3 separate regions of the Mus musculus genome follow, and regions 2 and 3 are each linked to region 1. A link is a contact called in public ChIA-PET and promoter capture Hi-C data. All regions are on one chromosome and are shown on one strand. The core of a region is the stretch at or near the end of the contact, and the rest is flanking DNA. Distances in the headings are between cores, read along the strand shown.

Region 1 (3,246 bases), core at 346-2,845:
TGTGTTATTTCCATTCAGTATGTTAAATTTACTAGGGCAGCTAAATTGTCAAAAGGTCTTTTTCAGTATATGTTACAGAATTGGATGGCTGAATTTGAACAGATCCTTCGGGAATTGAGACTTCAGGTCAACTCCACGCGCTTGGACCTGTCCCTGACCAAAGGATTACCCAATTGGATCTCCTCAGCATTTTCTTTCTTTAAAAAATGGGTGGGATTAATATTATTTGGAGATACACTTTGCTGTGGATTAGTGTTGCTTCTTTGATTGGTCTGTAAGCTTAAGGCCCAAACTAGGAGAGACAAGGTGGTTATTGCCCAGGCGCTTGCAGGACTAGAACATGGAGCTTCCCCTGATATATCTATGCTTAGGCAATAGGTCGCTGGCCACTCAGCTCTTATATCCCACGAGGCTAGTCTCATTGCACGGGATAGAGTGAGTGTGCTTCAGCAGCCCGAGAGAGTTGCAAGGCTAAGCACTGCAATGGAAAGGCTCTGCGGCATATATGAGCCTATTCTAGGGAGACATGTCATCTTTCATGAAGGTTCAGTGTCCTAGTTCCCTTCCCCCAGGCAAAACGACACGGGAACAGGTCAGGGTTGCTCTGGGTAAAAGCCTGTAAGCCTAAGAGCTAATCCTGTACATGGCTCCTTTACCTACACACTGGGGATTTGACCTCTATCTCCACTCTCATTAATATGGGTGGCCTATTTGCTCTTATTAAAAGGATAGGGGGAGATGTTGGGAGCCGCGCCCACATTCGCCGTTACAAGATGGCGCTGACAGCTGTGTTCTAAGTGGTAAACAAATAATCTGCGCATGTGCCAAGGGTATCTTATGACTACTTGTGCTCTGCCTTCCCCGTGACGTCAACTCGGCCGATGGGCTGCAGCCAATCAGGGAGTGACACGTCCGAGGCGAAGGAGAATGCTCCTTAAGAGGGACGGGGTTTCGTTTTCTCTCTCTCTTGCTTCTTGCTCTCTTGCTTCCTGCACCCTGGCTCCTGAAGATGTAAGAATAAAGCTTTGCCGCAGAAGATTCTGGTCTGTGGTGTTCTTCCTGGCCGGTCGTGAGAACGCGTCTAATAACAAGGGCCCTCAGATCTTTGTTCTCATTTCCTTCCTGCACAGCCCCCCTTCCTGACTCCCCTTCCGGTTTGTAAGTTTCGGAGAAACTCTTGCTTTCAAGGGGCTTCCTCAGGGGGTGAACTAGAAACAGGAGACTCCAGAGCTGTCCCACGGGACCACTGCAGGCAGACTACAGGGTAACACAAGGCCAAATGATCTTCAGGGGGAGCGGCAAAATCCCATCTCTGGAAATGTCAACTGCACCGAGGAGAAGGATCGTCCGGAGTGCACTGGAGCAAGGAGGAGGGTTTCACGACCCCTAAAGCCCTTTGTAACCCCAGATGCCATCCCCCAGATGAAAACAGTGAAGCCAGAGGTGGTGAGGAAATGGAGATGCCAAAAGAGAGGCAGATGGGGAGGGGGGTCCCCGCAGAGTTCTCTTCTGCTTTCCGGTTTCCCTGGAGGGCTGGCTCTAGCTTCTCTGCCTGCCTCTGTCAATTTCCATCAGTGTCCGATTTCACTTGATAAGGAAGCAGAGGGAGGGGGAGGGGGCCTCACCAGGCTCTGCAGGGAACAGTAATGGCCCTGAAGCAGAAACAGGTGCTCCCTTCCTCGATGTCAACGCTTCCGGCCCCATCCCGGGCCATACAATAACAGCGGGGAAATTAAATTTAACAGGAGAGAAAACACAAGCCTAATTAAAGCAAGGGTTGTTTTGAACTCTGCAAATATACCGTGTAAAGCGGACAAAGAACCCCGGCCAGCCTATTTCCGAGTTCCAGAGAAGAAAGAACAATACAGTCAGGTCAACAAGCCGGGGGCCCTAGGGCCCCGTTGTCCTGGACAGGATATAAAGATGAATAGCTTCTTTTCTTACCCTCAAAATACTCCCAGGCTCCAACTGCACCAGAAAGCTAAACAACAAATGATAAGGAAATGTGCACTATAAAACATGCTTCGATCTGCGTTACCAGAAGACGATATGGAATCTCCCTGGAAATTGCAAGTAAACAGACTATATCCCAGATCCGTCGCATTCTCCCAGGGTGGTTCAGAGGCAGCTTTACAGAGCCCTACAGAAACGGTCTAAAACCTGTGTCCCTCGTCCCTCTTTGGTTCAGTCTAGAGCCAGTTTTAAAAGTAGGTCTCCCTCCCTCTCTCCTCCCTGAGGCGTATTCTCTCTGTGTAGCCCTGGCTGTCCTGGAATTCATTCTGTAGACCAGGCTGGCCTAGAACTCAGAAATCTGCCTGCCTCTACCTCCAGTGTGCTGGAAATAGGGACGTGTACCACAACAGCCTAGCTAGAAATGGTTACACATGAAACCATCTTCCATTAGCGCCTTAGTCTAGTACCTCAGTCATGTGAGGGGTTGGGACTGTGTTGTTACAATTCATTCACAGACCAGAGGCTGAGGTTCAGAAAGGGCCAGTGACTTCCCTGAAATCCAGCAGGTAAAATCATGCAAGAGACTGGTGACTTAGGCACTCTCTTGAGAGATCGTATTCTCCACAAAGCCTCTGCTGTGACATTGGTGTGGAAAGGTTATTTAGGGTGCTGTGCCTGTAGGTTTTGGTGAAAAAAACCAGAAGGTCCTAGAATCACATTTTCCGGGGATCTTTGCAGAATTCTTCATTACCTCTGTTTTGATACCCAACTACGCATGTCCTGTTCCCAGGCAACTTCCCTGTGGCATCCATGTGTGTACAATGCTACATGCCTGACTGCAGGTAGAGTCCTTGCCCTCCTACCCTGTCAACCAAAGATCCAGCAAGTGAATGAGAAGCATGGAGACATGAGAAACAGAAGCCCTTGCCTTCCAGGTGGTTGGAGGTAAATATGATGGATCTAGGTGAAACGTGCTCGTTCATGCTGTGTCTCTAAGTTCCATGGAGACTGGATGGTAATTATATGGATGGATTGATCCATAACCCTGACAGTCAGGGAAAAATGGAGAAAATATCAAAAGTGAATGATGTCAACTTGATAATGCAGAATTCACCCGGGGAAACACACATGACTTTGGGGGATGATCTTGATTGCCTTAGTGGAAATGGGAAGTTCTGCCCACTGCGGGCAGCATCATTCCCCAGGCAGGAGAAAGCGAGCTGATCACCAGCATGTGCACATTCCTTGTCTCTACGACAGTGGATGAATGTGACCACTGCCCTCAAGCTCACG
Region 2 (3,246 bases), core at 296-2,795, 230 kb after region 1:
AGAGCAAGGAGTTTCAGCCAGGTGGTGCTGTCACACGCCTTTAATCCCAGCACCCAAGAGGCAGAAGCAGGTGGATCTCTGTGAATTATACATTAGCCTGCTCTATACAGAGACACCCTGTCTAGAAAATAACCACCACCATAAAAAGATTCCTAGGTTTCTATGTTAGCTACAGTCTAAACTACTACCTTTGTGATGCCCATCTTCCCCAGAGAGGCCCTTGGTGTCTCCTCCAGCTACGAAGTCCTTTTTTGGGGGCATTTTATCTGCCAAGTCCAAATACCTATTTGAACTTAAGTGTGTGTGCTAGCTTTTAATCATTTTTCTCCTTAGAAGCACCTCAGCAGATGCACAAGTTCACCCATCCTCTTTCCTCTCAGTTATCTTCAAGTAAAAAATGCAAACAAATACATAAAAGTCTACCCCCACCCCCCCCATCTTTCTCCTGTAGAGTTTTCTTCCCACTTGCCTTACAGCTACAGAATTGCACAGGGTGTGGCGGCTAATGACCGCACTCTAGAGTCTGAGGCAGGAGGTCCACTGCAAATTCAAGGCCGGCATGGGACAAATAGTAAGGTCCAGGCCAGTCTCGGCAACAGTAAAGGCCATGTCTGATAGTTACTTTTAATTCCCCTCAAAAAGTCTGGAGAGAGAGTTCAGTGGTTAAGAGTTAAAAGCACTTACTGTTCAATTAAGACTAGAATTAGCCCGGCAGTGGTGGTGCACGCCTTTAATCCCAGCACTGGGGAGGCACAGGCAGGTGGATTTCTGAGTTCGAGGCCAGCCTGGTCTACAGAGTGAGTTCCAGGACAGCCAGGGCTACACAGAGAAACCCTGTCTCGAAAAAACGAAAAAAAAAAAAACAAAAAACAAAAAACAAAAAACCAAAAAACCAAAAAAAACAAAACCCACTAGAGTTCAGGTCCCAGCACCCAGGTATTCACAAAGGCCCGTTAACTCTAGCTCCAAGACATGTCACCCCATTTATGGCCTCCGTGGACACACAAAATCTTAGAAGTGTGTTGTGTGTGTGTGTGTGTGGGGGGGGGGGACTCGGCCAAACAAAATCCCCCAAAAGCTCACCGTAGGAAGTTCGTTCCCTAGACTACAGCCTCCTTGTCTGTGCATTTTTGCCCTCGCCTCTACTCCTGCTCCACTACTTCCCGGGTCGATTTCTAGGCTCGTTTTCTGATGAGTCAACCCAGGTCCGAATAACTGGCAGACAGAGGATGAGCTCAGACCCGAGCTCGCCTGACCGAGCCGGCGGGCTCGAAGTCCTCGGGGAGGTCGGACATCGGAGCCCCAGCCCTGCGGAGAAGGCGAGGGGCAGCGGGCGCAGGGGACGCCGGGAGACCGGCGGCAGGAGGCGCCACACATCCGGAATTCCGAGCCCGCCGACCCCGCGCCTGCCTCCAGCGCTTCGGCTCAGTCACCCCACGCGCCCGGCCCCTCTGGAAGCGGAACTACTCTGTCAGGTTGTGGTTTTCAGGAATGCGGAGGTGGCATTGACAAGAGGGCGGGCGGGAGGCGGGACTTCCGGTCCGCAGTCCGGTCAGATGTTTCCCGGGCGTCTCCCCGCAACCCATTTGACTTCGCTAGTCGGTGACGCGGCGCGGGGAAGGGATCCGAGGGGGACCGGAGCCTGGAGGAGTTGAGGTAAGGAAACTCCGGGTAGTGGGTGCTTTGCGAGGACAAAGGCGGGCTGGGAGCGTGAGGGGGCTGCGACTGAAGAGTGGGCCAGTGACAGCTAGGGAAAGTGTGAAGCAGGAGGCTACTGTGACCGAGGTACAATGACAGCCAAGAGGACTGTGACCCAGGGGTGGCCGCTTGTGAGGGGTCTGTGACCCCCGGAGCAGTAAATGCGAGGGACTCTGACCTCGGAGAGCACGAGGCAGAGGCTGCGACGGGACCATGACCGAGTAAGTATGCAGCAGTGACTACCCGGGGACTGACTGATCGATGGATAGTGACTGAGGGGATTGATCCGAGGGACCATGAAGCAGCGGCTGCGAGGGCGCGCTCACCGACAAGCAGCGACTTTGAGGGCTGACTTGGAGGAGAATGTAAGATCAGGAATTGGGGGTGGTGCTTTGCACTTGTGTTTGTGTACAAAGTGTGAGTGAATGAGCGAGGGACCCACCCGGCACAGGTCTTACGAAGAAACCGCACTGGTGTGAGACCAGACCAGAGTTTGAATTTTACGGGCAAACTTCCGTGGGTGAGAAACTTAGTTCACCACTGAGCTAGTGTCTTCGTCAGTAAGCGGAAAGTTCAGAGTTGGATTATGCCACCCAACTCTGAGTCCCAGTTTACTATTGGGCTGTGAAGACAGTTTAGTTGGATGGCAACTAACTAAATACAGACAACTGGTCTACAATAGAAATCCCCGCTGTGTTCACATAGTAAGGATTTATAAAATAGGTTTCAGGTGTGTTTGCAATGATGCTATAAAGTTAGCTTCCTACATCTTACTACGTATGCAGTAAACGAGCTAAAGTTTGAAAACTGGGTGTGGTGATACACAACTAGAATTCAGACACCCAGGAGGCTGAGACAAGTATTTTCAGTTGGGCTTAAAAATTTTGGTGGACTTAAAGTGTTTTGGTTTTGTTTCTTTGCTCTTGCTTGTGAGTTTGTTTCTTCAAGTCAAGGTGTCTCTATGTAGCCCTGGTTGTCCTGGAACTCCCTCTGTAGACCGGGCTGGCCTTGAACTCAGAGATCTGCCTATTTCTGCCTCACCAGTGCTGGCTCTGAGGCATTAATACAGGATCTCACTATGTATAGCCACTGACCTGGAACCATCTAGACCAGGGTGGCCTTGAACTCACAGAGACTCCTGGCCTCTGCCTCAAGATTAAAGGTGCATGCCACCATGTCTAGCTTTTTGCTGTTGTTGCTTTTTTAGTTTGAGAAGTAGTGGGTTTGGATTATTTGAGGTTTTTCTTTCTGTAATGATTCTATGATTAAGGAACTGCAGAGAAGTAAGTGTAGAGTGAGTTAGGAACTGGGACCTGTGCTGGCCACAGGCTCCAACAGATGGCCTTAACTGGAGAAAGCTATTTGACCGTAATCAAGATAGCTAGTTATGATTGAGGACTAAAACACAATTTTTGTTGGGAGAGCCAAAAGCTATATTGAAATAGGGATGGTGATAGTTATAGAAGCAATAAGGATATAGGCGTTTGTTGTGGAGAAACTGCCAGGAATAGGCATTGAGGAAGGAGAAACTTTGAGGATAACACAGTT
Region 3 (3,246 bases), core at 302-2,801, 140 kb before region 1:
TGGACATTAGAGTTCATTTTAATAAGGCAGTGTGGCTGTAATGCCAAGACTGCCTGTCACCTTTTAATGCTCTGCTCAGATAGACAGGTGACATCTCTCTCATAGCTATCTTGGTGGATATTTTAACTCTACTTGCATTCATGTATAGATATATATTTTGTCTTTTATATTTAAAAAAATTATGTGTGTGTGCTTGTGTGAGTTTTGCCTGTGTGGGGTTGCTCGAGGTAGCCAAAAGAAGACATCTGATCCACTGGAGTTGGAGTTACTAGAGGCTGTGAGTCACCTAATGTAGGTGCCAATAACTGAACTTTGTCCTCTGGAAGAAGCTATCTAGTCCCCTTGTCTTTGTTATTTAATCTTCTTGAGAATGTGTAAGCACACATTTGGAGGTCAAATGGTAACTTCATGGATAAGCCCTTGCTTTCCATGTTTTGAGCCAGGGTCTCATTTACCGCTGTGCATGCCAGGCTATCTGGCTCATGAGTTTCTGAGGAATTCTCCTGTTTCCATCTCTCTCTTCTTGTTATAGGAACACCAGGAATATGTACTACTATATCTGGCTTTACATGGGTTTTGGGGATCCAAACTAAGGCCCTGACACTAGCTTGGCGTGTTTTACCCACCAAACCATCTCTCCAGACCTATTTTTGCTTTTAAATCATCCATCCATCCATCCATCCATCTATCCATCCATCCATCCATTCAGGATGCACATGAAGGAGTATGTTAGGTCAGCAAACAACTTGAAACAGTGAATTTGCTCCTTTCTGTGTGGGTCCTGAGGATCAGACTCAGGTCATGAGGCTTGGAGACAGCTACCCTGACCATCTGAGCTCTCATCCATCTTATAAAAACTGTGGAGGACAGTGGTAGAAGATCCCTACTTTACATAAATTCTGATGTAAAAGTACGTATGTTAGAAAATCAAACAACTCCTCAGTAAACAAGGTATTGAATGGTAATTGAATCTTGATCTTTTGTGAGAAAACTTTTATCTACAATAAAAATGAGGCCAACTAAATCCACACAAAATTTAAAATAAACTTTATTTCTTCAAGTTAGCTCAAATTCTAGGACTTGGAGAAAAGCAGCTATAACCTGAGAACCGAGAGATGAGAACATTCTTACTTCCCTCTGAGTCCCGCAGCTCTTCTTTCCTTCACACTCGCTACTTGCTCTGGGGCATTACTTTGACACACATTACCTGCCACATTTCACAGGCGAGTATCAAGAAGTAAGAGACTTACCTAAAACATGACACAGATCTAATCCTAGTACCAGACCCCAAGCCTTATAAAAACCGTGGAGTATAGCAGTAGAAGATCCCTACCTTACATAAATTCTGATATTAAATTATATGTTAGAAAACCAACATTCCTCATGCTTTTCTCTATACTAATCCAGTGTGCTGGATGACTTCCGGAACTGAATTATAACTGTGACAATTAGTCAATAACTTACGTCACTTTTCTCCCCCAAGTTCACTCAGCCCAAAGGGCAAGGACTGTGCATACCTTAGACAGGACTGCCGACTGACTCATGTTGACCATGCTCTGCTCCCCAGTGAAGCCTATCCCTCCTGAATGTAGCAGTCCTTTTCTCACCCAGCCGTTCACTAGACACAGATAAAGCAGGTCACACTAACAGGGTTACCTTTGAAAAGCTTGTACTTGCCCCTCACTGCTGACTTATGGCCTTAGTCTCTTTCCCACAACGCAGCTTTTTGTGCACTGCTCCTACAGACAGTGTTAAGTGCCTAAAAAGTGCCTGGTAAGGTCCCAATAAAATTCTTTAACCTTATATTTTAGACAGGTACAATAGACACAAAAACAACTCACAGGACTGGAGATGAGGCTTAGTTGGTAAAGAGTGCCTGCTTAGTGGTAGTCAGTCCCTAGCACTGTACAAAACCAGACAAGGGGCGCATGCATCCTACCACAGAGAGGTTGGAGGCAAGAACTTCAAAGTCATTCTTGGATGCATGAAGAGTTGAACACAGGGCTGGAGAGCTGGCTCAACAGTTAAGAGCACCAATTGCTCTTCAAAAAGTCCCAGCAACCACACAGTGGCTCACAGCCATCTGTGAAGAGGGATCTGATGGCTTCTTCTGGTGTGTCTGAAGACAGCATACTGTCTGTATACATACTGTATATATAGTACAGTATACTCATATTCATAAAAATGAATGAATGAATAAATAAATAAATAAATCTTTAAGAAAAAAAATAATTGAACACAGCCTAAGATACATGAAATCCTGTCCCCAAACCAAGTCAAACACACTTCATAATAAAATGATAATATAGCCTATATTGTTTTACCACTACTCAAAAATGCTGTATGAAAAAAAAAAAAGTAAGTAGTGCCTCTCTCCAATCCTTTCACTTTTTGATACTTTTCAGTAACAAACAAGTAGGCAAAACAAAAAGTGTGCCAAAACACACTGTACTCTCTAAGAGGCCCATTGTTTAACTGTGATGAGCCTCAACACAATTCCTCAATTGTGTTCTGAAGAAGACCAGAAGTAGCTAAATACACGACAGAAATAAGGAAGTGGTGTCTGGACTCAGTCAGTCTAACTAGTGGAAATGAATTTATATTATCTACTGGGATCAGCTATGACACAGAAGTGAAAAACACATTACCAGAAAACATGGTTCATGATGCAAAATTTTACTTTATGTTTTCAGGAACTTACTAATATAACAACACTGACCAGAACTCTAACAATCTCTTTCTACACTGACACCATGGCATCCCAAACCTTACGAACCTCTGTGAGCTTAAGTACAGATGAGAACGAGCCCCGACTACCTGCAGGTGCGGCCATACACTGAGTCAGAGGCTCCCACACTGGAAAGGAAGTGTTCACCAGAGTATGCCAGTCAGAACATCAGGCCAAGATGGCAAAGCTCCAAAGCAAAGACTTGATGCAGAGAGGTGTAGGAACGCAGAGAAGACTTGTAAGGAACTCAGACAAACACAAGTTCATGGGACTGATCAAAAGATTTATGTCATGGGGCCAGGGAGATGGCTCTATGGGCAAAGATACTTTCTGCCAAGCCTGACAACCTGGTTCTTTCCATCTCCAGAAACTACATGGTGGAAGGAATGCTACACCATGTACAAATTTTCCTCTGACCTCCACACACATACATATACAAATCAAATAAATGTAAAAGCAAAAGTTTTAAAAATTTAGTATACAAACAAATGCTAGTAAATAAAACAAGATTTTAGTGA

Evidence for each region. Promoter capture Hi-C pulls out the DNA fragments that hold promoters and counts their contacts. ChIA-PET counts read pairs in DNA pulled down with a chosen protein or histone mark.
Region 2: an RNA polymerase II ChIA-PET map of memory CD8 T cells shows a contact between it and region 1, with 38 read pairs. The contact joins the promoter of Pcyt1a here to the enhancer-like site in region 1. A contact is called at or near these places in 2 of 39 promoter capture datasets (the C10 cell line and neutrophils), 1 of 484 Hi-C or Micro-C datasets (nephron progenitors) and 7 of 115 datasets of contacts at active chromatin or transcription factors (the 230-238 cell line, bone marrow-derived macrophages, effector CD8 T cells and 3 more).
Region 3: a promoter capture Hi-C map of the HPC-7 cell line shows a contact between it and region 1, with 3 times the contacts expected there. The contact joins two enhancer-like sites. A contact is called at or near these places in 7 of 39 promoter capture datasets (the C10 cell line, the HPC-7 cell line, embryonic stem cells and 4 more), 1 of 15 datasets of contacts at CTCF or cohesin (the NIH/3T3 cell line), 9 of 484 Hi-C or Micro-C datasets (the Ba/F3 cell line, CD4 T cells, CD8 T cells and 5 more), 1 of 115 datasets of contacts at active chromatin or transcription factors (bone marrow-derived macrophages) and 2 of 9 other capture datasets (adipose tissue and liver).

What each region holds. Positions count from the first base shown.
Region 1 is chr16:32,199,251-32,202,496 of GRCm38.p6, forward strand. No RefSeq gene overlaps it. Among named protein-coding and RNA genes, the nearest start is that of Bex6, 21 kb to the left of the region's middle. Within about 2 kb of position 1,596, at least 110 of the 459 cell types and tissues checked have an H3K27ac peak or open chromatin away from gene starts, as enhancers often do. A contact at or near this core is called in the 230-238 cell line, CD8 T cells, the HPC-7 cell line and 5 more, where this site is marked.
Region 2 is chr16:32,429,376-32,432,621 of GRCm38.p6, forward strand. It overlaps Pcyt1a (phosphate cytidylyltransferase 1, choline, alpha isoform), which reads left to right and starts at 1,546. Exons shown (of 9, transcript NM_009981.4): 1 at 1,546-1,656.
Region 3 is chr16:32,057,465-32,060,710 of GRCm38.p6, forward strand. The region is part of intron 1 of Pak2 (p21 (RAC1) activated kinase 2); the gene reads right to left. Among named protein-coding and RNA genes, the nearest start is that of Gm26419, 6.8 kb to the right of the region's middle. Within about 2 kb of position 1,552, at least 109 of the 459 cell types and tissues checked have an H3K27ac peak or open chromatin away from gene starts, as enhancers often do. A contact at or near this core is called in CD8 T cells, the HPC-7 cell line, adipose tissue and 2 more, where this site is marked.